2 separate regions of the Pan troglodytes genome follow, and region 1 is linked to region 2. A link is a contact called in public Hi-C data. All regions are on one chromosome and are shown on one strand. Each heading gives the region's core, a stretch centred on a gene start, on an enhancer-like site or on the middle of the called end of the contact. The rest is flanking DNA. Distances are from core to core; before and after follow the strand shown.

Region 1 (3,680 bases), core at 633-3,132, 79 kb before region 2:
AGGTCTGTCTCCAAATCCAGACTCTATTCCAGACTCCATCCAGTTCTTTTGTGTATTTCCAGAAATATTATGTGCACAGGTAAGCATCTCTTTGTTACACACAGAGGGCATACTATTTACAGCATTTTCTCTTTACAATATCTCTTGGAAAGCATTACATGTGGACGTGTATACAGTTCCTATATTCTTTCTCTGGCTGCATAATATTCCATGGTTGCCTGTTAATAATCTTGGAGTAGCCAGAAGCTAGAGAGAGATGGAGAGAAAGAGAGAGAGAAGGAGGGAGCTGGATGGAAAACTACAGTAAAATGAGAAGGGATGAGGGGAGGCCAGCAGGCCTGAAGGAGGAAACACCTGATTCCCAGGCACACTGCAAAGAGAAAGCAAGCCTGGCTGGGAACAGAAGTGAAAACAGAGGAGGCTCTGAATACATTGTATAGAAGTGGGCCCCAGAGGTGGGGGAAAGGAGTTATTGAGCTCCACGGGGTGAACATTTGCCTCTAACCTGTTTCCTGATGACTTCATCATCCCTCCTGAGGACCTCCCCACTTTTGCCAACCCCACCATTTTTTAAAAAGTGCCCCACCCAAAAGAAAACAAACATGTTACTATTTATTCATGCAAGAAGGCCCAGGAGACACAATAGACAGCAGCACCAGCCTAATTAAATGAAACAGGGTAGGTGTAACTCAAACCACCTTGGGAAAATATAATCTGCCACCAAAACAAAATTCCCACCGTTCAGACCACAGGGAAATCAGACCAGCCTCCTCGCCAGGTTCCCAAGCAAAGGCTGACTCCGCAGGCAGCAAGATAAGAGAAGGTCGGCTTCTCGCCAGTAGCCTTCCTCCCTCCGCTCTCAACTCTGTGCACCCCCATGGCCCCCCACCTCTCTGAGCTTGTTCACCGACATATCAGAGCTGCTCCCTTTGTGGGCTGGACTGTTTAGCTAATTCGTCCATGGAAAACAGTTCAGGTTCAGATTCCAGGCCAAGGCAACCAGACACCAGTTGCAAATCCAAGCTTGGGGATTGTATCTCTTTCACCACTTTGAGACACATAAACTGCATCTCTCCTCCCCGACATAGCTTTTCTCTCCACCTAGGGAAACCTCAGGGATGCTCCAAGTTGGACCCTCCAAAGCTAAGACATGGGAGGGGTACTGGAGAATCTCTGAACTGGCCTTCTCTAAATTTAGACATGGACTCTGAGAGTCAGAAGGTGAGCTTGACCTAAGGATGTGCTCCTGGGCACCTTTGTCTGAAGAGTTCTGGGGCCAGATGAAAAATCTGACTATGTCTCTAGATTTCCCTCATCAGCTGCAAGTGGGCTCTGGAATTAGACCTGCCTGGTCAGGTCTCAACTGTACCACTCCAATTGTAACTAGGTGAGTTTGGGTACAAGCTTAATCTCTTTTTGCTTGATCTCCTAATCTGTAAAATGGAAAGAACAGTTTGTCTCTTCCTTCCCCGACAGGATTATTGTAAAAATTAAATGAGGCTACCCACGTAAAGTTCTTGGCACAAGGAAGGTGCCACAGAAGTATGAGTTAGTTTCTTCCTCCTGAGAAAGTCTATACCCACCCACTCCAACCTCACTCCAGTCCTCCTTTCATGGGTCCAGTGTAAAAATGAGGGGCTTCAGACTGGGCACAATCGCTCACACCTGGAATCCCAGCTACTCAGAGCCTGAGTTGGGAGGATTACTTGAGCTCAAGAGTTCAAGGCTGCAGTGAGCTGTGATCGCACCACTGCCCTGTAGCCTGGGCAACAGACTGAGAGTGATTGATGCGTACCAGGCATGTGTCCCAACTGTTCAAACCTGTGTCCACCCCCAGCCAGGCCAGCTGTCTGAAACACCATTCATGAGTCATTCTTCCAGGCCACAAGGGCTTTAGGGATCTGTTAGCTGCAATGGCTGTAAGTGTTAGTCACTCTCAATTACAGAAGGGGGTGATTGTGCTGATAATCTGAAAATGTAGCTCCCCCTTGCTATAGGGTTTCTAAAGCTCCAGGAACTCAGTCCATCCTCAAGAGCAAAGCTGCACTGTGACCCTAATTCCATCCTCAGCAAGGCCAGAGAAGAGCCAGGGCCTGAGCACCAGAGGGCAGGGCTCTTCCCTAACCCCTCACTCAACCTCCCTCTCTTCTCCAGGTAGAGCCAGTCCCAGTCCCTTGACCTGGCCACCGAGCTCTAGTTTCCAGCCATTTCATCACCTCTGGGTCCCTTCTCTGAATCCTCTCCAGGTTCCCCTTGTCCCTCTCAAGCTGCCCATCCATCAACACCCGTTCCTAAGCTCCTGCCCTATTCAGATGACTGTACTCAGAGCTGGCCCTGGGGCTGCGGTCAGAGTCTGGCCAGGGTAGACAGAGTATCCTGGGGAGATGACCTCATAAGCCCTCCCTCATGGAGTATTTTTAGGCATCACTTTCCTCCCCCTCCCACTCAGCTTCCATGCACTTCCAGTGCAGTCCAGAACTCTCCGGAATCTCTAGGGGTGCTGCAACTCTTGTTGTTTTCCCAGTGTTTAAGGAGTGGAAACTGTAACTGCCCCTCCAAACACTCAACTCGTCATCCTTTGAATGATTCTTTTTCATTTCTACTCTGCTTCTTTTCAGAAAATAAAGATAGACTCTTGTCAAATATTGAGGGACTCCAACCATCACCCCCGAGGCAGGCAATTCCAGCTCCGTGGCTGCATTCCCTCCTCTATGTGGCTATGATGTGGTTTCCTTTGTTGCCAATCTAGTTACATGTCACATAGACTAAAATCCTGTGAGTCTGCCTCCTCCCCAATGTGGGGAGAGTCCCAGATCCTCTCCAAGAATTCCAAGAGTGGCATCCAGAGATCTCAGAGTCCAAGAAGCAACAGCATGTGACCACGAGAACTTGAGGCTGGATCTCAAGGTATCAAGGTCTCTGTTTAGTCTCACCTTCATTTTGCCCATCTTTCTGGAGAAGTTGTTTTAATGTTCTAGTTTCTCTGTGCGGTCTTTGATTATTTACTTTTTTTCTTTTTGGCCACCAATGAACTTGGCCACCAATGCATCCACAAGTATCCACATACCTCTCAGGACCTTGAGATAGAAGAGATTCTGATGCTACCAGGCACAGCGACCCAACTCCTTCTCACCTTCATGCTCTGCCCCATCATTGCCAAGCACCTAATCTAAAGTGGGCCCTGGAAAACCAGCTCCAGGCCATATCTGGCCATGGCTACCAGTCACTCACTGGATGCTAAAAAATGAGGAAAACCTTCCCAGCCTGGGACAAGGGGAGAGGGAGGCTTAAAGGCTCAATCAGGAGGTTTGGAGGGTCCTGTCCCATCTCCATCTCACCCAACTTCAATGAACCCAGAAAGTATGGAGAGAAAGTATCTCAATCCACGCCAGATGGAGGACAGTGCTGGCAAACAGCTGGCCTCAACAAATAGTTGTTGCTTTTTTTTGCATGATAAATGCTGCTGACAGCCAGAATGGCTGGAGAGAAAGGAGGCAGAGTTTCTCCTGGGCCCTGTATATTCAGGTAGGATTTGAATCGAAGGCAATCTAGGGTCAGCTCCAGCTGAGTTTGGGGCTTCGTACTGAACACAATTCAGTCTCAAATCTCTTTGTGTGTCTCACCAATGAGGTTCTCCTTGCCCAGAATAGCCTCTGCTCACCCCACCCCTGCCCCCTGCC
Region 2 (3,942 bases), core at 1,269-3,768:
GCTTTCCCAAACTGTGTTATCAGGCATCATCCTTGAAAATCACTTAGAAACTCACAGGAAATGACCACAGGTAAGGAATCTGAAGCTTTATAAAATAAAAACACTATCTATCCTTTGAAAAGTTATCCAGATAAAAGAGCATAAATCTTTCACTCCGTTGCATTTCTTGAAAGTTGGTTTTGATAAGCAGTTAATCTTTTAAAGGAAAGAGGAGGGGTGATCTCCAGGGAAACGGGACACAAGTGGTTGATATTTAAATACTACTTCCCCGAAAAAGATGCAGTTGACAGGTATAGAAGCTAGTCTATGCCAGAGTTGGGAAGCCCATGACAGCGAAAGCAAGCCGGCAGCAAAGGGGGGTCTCTAGGAAGGGAACATTTGTATCTGGCAGGAATTAATGATCCCCTCCCAATTACCCTGGTTGATGCAAACTATTTTTTTTTTCTACAAGCAATTTTCTAAAGGTGATTGTGAACAGATCTAGACCTCCAGAATGGAGGGAAGGGGAAAATGGAATCAAGTAAGGCTCATAGGCATCCTCCATAATCCCGCATCCTGCAGTAACAACACCAACACCTTCCCACTCCACTGTCATATGTTAATTATGGACTCAGAAACAACACCCATCTGGCCAGTCCTCCATCTTTGGATGAAATTACTATAGACAATCCCAGGCTACTGAGAATTCTTCTTTCTCTCATGCCCTCTCGGGAAGCCTATCCCAGGGTCTCTTGGACAACAGCTCCAGTGTCTGAATCCCTTATAACCTAAGCCCATTTCTAAGTGGAGATAAAGAGTGGCTGCTTAGCACACCAACATGGCACATGTATACATATGTAACAAACCTGCGCATTGTGCACATGTACCCTAGAACTTAAAGTATAAAAAAAAAGAATGGCTGCTTAACATTTACAGTCTTGCAGAGTAACCTCTCTCCATGGCAACCTGTACTGCTCTGCCCCAGGGTCCAGCTCCCACCACATTCTCCTCCTCCCTTCTCTCTACCCTTTTTATCTTTTCTGTGAGTGATCCCCCCTCCTTTTACCTGTCTTCACATATTGTATTATCCAGCCATTGGAAGTCGGCTACACAAAAAGAGGTGTCACTAGAGGCCATCTCTCTCAGAATACAGGGTGACTGGAACGAGGCAACTCATGTTTCTTTGGAAGGAGTACCACAATTTCCCCCAATCATCTTAAAAGCTACCAGTGTGCCTGAGGCAGGCTGAGCTGCTAAGGGTGTGCAGAAAGAAATAGGAGCAGGGAAGAGAACATACTGCACACATTCTGCTGCCACTCTTGTAGTCTGAACTTGACACAAATGACAAAATAACACATGATCTCCCTCACTTCTAAAATATTTCCACCAAAGTTTTGAATATTGATTTGTTCCTACCTTACCAAGCCCTCAGACAGAGAAAAGAAGAAATTAAGATGAGCTTTGCTGCTATTTTTTGTTTTAATCATTACACACAATGCTCCTCCCTCTCCCAGCCACCACCTAAATCCCCTTTGGCAGTACAGGCAAAGACATAACTTTAAACGTTAACCTTGTTTTAAAATGTGCCTTTCGGCAAATAGATAAGTGAGAAGAGAGATCAGGATCTGGGGGTGTTAACGGCATAAAGTGAGATGCTCCTGAACTGAACGAGCAAGAAAAAATATTTTCTTAAAAGCAGTCCTCCAGAAAGAATTCTTATCATAGATAAGGGTGCAGTCTAGTGGCAAACTTCATGAAATGCAGCCCCTTCTCCAAAGGAAAGTTAGAATACTTCTCAAGGGAGGAAGCACAATGTAAAAGGTGTAACAGCCCACACCAAGTCCACCCAGCAGGGGCAGTGACATTGGTCATTTCTCTCTGACTTGCCTGTGAGGCTCATGGCCCACTCAGGTCAATTTCAGAAAAAGCTAAAACCACCACCTTCCTTTTTTCAAGGCTTTAGTTTTCTTTCATTTTATTAAAGAGGTTCTAGTGGCATGATTCGGTTCCTGGTCAGGACCTCTTCCAAGCAGGTCCTGTGGCCCTGTCAGCTCATATTCCTGAGATGTGCCTATAAGCACCAACTAACCTGTCAACCTATCACAAGGTCTCCTCCAGCTACTCTGCCACCCACTCCCTCCAGGGATGTGGCCCTGCCCAATAGAAATACCTCTGCAAAATGACAGAGAGGGAAGTGTCACTCCAATCCACCTTTCTTCCCTCTAAGAACCCCACACACAAGGACACTTTAGGCCACCATGCAAGGTTTTCAGACTTAGCGTTTCCTCCAAAGTGTCCATCTCTGCAACTCGCTGCTCTCAATAATGCTGTTGTATGAATGTCCATTCCTGCAGGTACACAACACACACACATACACACACAGAGAGAGAGAGAGAGAAAGAGAGAGAGAACCTCCCTGGCCAACGTAGCTGAAGGCAACTGGTCACCTCTTCATCATGAGTACAGAAACCCCCTGATTAAATCCTCTTCTCCAGACTTTTAGGGGAGAAATTCAATTTTTTTTCTTTTTTAAATTTAGCTCACCAGACATCACTGGCCATCCTACACTACCTGTCCCCCAAACACACACACACACACCCCACATGGAAACAGACACCAGCATACAGTCCATTGCAGAAGCTTAGGAAGATTTCTTGGGCATGGTATATCCAGTTGGCTAAGAAGAAAATACGTCTCCCTTCAGCCTGTGCCTTGACTAGTTAAAGGATAGGAGGGAGGGGGAGACGAAGTTACTCTCCTCATTGTGTTCACCCTGCTCCGAAGAACTCTGTCTTCCACTGGCCCCTCCACCTCTTCCCCATTCTCGGTAGCCCCAGCCTGTCCCCCTTGCCCCTTTCTTACATTCCGGGGGGAGGAGGGCGCTGTTCAGGGAGCGAAGGGGAGCCCCCTTGTGTCTAGAAGGCCTCTCCCCACCCCCACCCCGTGTGAGTTTGTACTGCAGAGCTCCTTGGCATCCTTGCCTGAGTTGGGTGTTGGGAAGCTCAAATTGCAGCTACAAACTGGCTGGCAGCCAGGGGCCGGCTATTTAAAAGCGCCTGCTCTCCCGGAGCCCGTAGTCTCTTTGGAAACTTCTGCAGGGGAAAAGAGCTAGGAAAGAGCTGCAAAGCAGTGTGGGCTTTTTCCCTTTTTTGCTCCTTTTCATTACCCCTCCTCCGTTTTCACCCTTCTCCGGACTTCGCGTAGAAACTGCGAATTTCGAAGAGGAGGTGGCAAAGTGGGAGAAAAGAGGTGTTAGGGTTTGGGGTTTTTTTGTTTTTGTTTTTGTTTTTTAATTTCTTGATTTCAACATTTTCTCCCACCCTCTCGGCTGCAGCCAACGCCTCTTACCTGTTCTGCGGCGCCGCGCACCGCTGGCAGCTGAGGGTTAGAAAGCGGGGTATATTTTAGATTTTAAGCAAAAATTTTAAAGATAAATCCATTTTTCTCTCCCACCCCCAACGCCATCTCCACTGCATCCGATCTCATTATTTCGGTGGTTGCTTGGGGGTGAACAATTTTGCGGCTTTTTTCCCCGTATAATTCTGACCCGCTCAGGCTTGAGGGTTTCTCCGGCCTCCGCTCACTGCGTGCACCTGGCGCTGCCCTGCTTCCCCCAACCTGTTGCAAGGCTTTAATTCTTGCAACTGGGACCTGCTCGCAGGCACCCCAGTCCTCCACCTCTCTCTACATTTTTGCAAGTGTCTGGGGGAGGGCACCTGCTCTACCTGCCAGAAATTTTAAAACAAAAACAAAAACAAAAAAATCTCCGGGGGCCCTCTTGGCCCCTTTATCCCTGCACTCTCGCTCTCCTGCCCCACCCCGAGGTAAAGGGGGCGACTAAGAGAAGATGGTGTTGCTCACCGCGGTCCTCCTGCTGCTGGCCGCCTATGCGGGGCCGGCCCAGAGCCTGGGCTCCTTCGTGCACTGCGAGCCCTGCGACGAGAAAGCCCTCTCCATGTGCCC

The links. A called contact is a pair of places that touch in the nucleus more often than the background predicts.
Region 1: a contact with region 2 is called in a Hi-C map of stem cell-derived neural progenitor cells, with 4 times the contacts expected there. The contact joins the enhancer-like site here to the promoter of IGFBP5 in region 2. A contact is called at or near these places in 3 of 7 Hi-C or Micro-C datasets (induced pluripotent stem cells and stem cell-derived neural progenitor cells).

What each region holds. Positions count from the first base shown.
Region 1 is chr13:119,035,898-119,039,577 of NHGRI_mPanTro3-v2.0_pri, reverse strand. All of the region lies in intron 2 of LOC104005375 (a long non-coding RNA gene), which reads right to left. Among named protein-coding and RNA genes, the nearest start is that of IGFBP5, 79 kb to the right of the region's middle. Within about 2 kb of position 1,882, at least 6 of the 24 cell types and tissues checked have an H3K27ac peak or open chromatin away from gene starts, as enhancers often do. A contact at or near this core is called in stem cell-derived neural progenitor cells, where this site is marked.
Region 2 is chr13:118,957,092-118,961,033 of NHGRI_mPanTro3-v2.0_pri, reverse strand. It overlaps IGFBP5 (insulin like growth factor binding protein 5), which reads left to right and starts at 2,518. Exons shown (of 4, transcript XM_003309465.7): 1 at 2,518-3,942. The coding sequence starts at 3,827.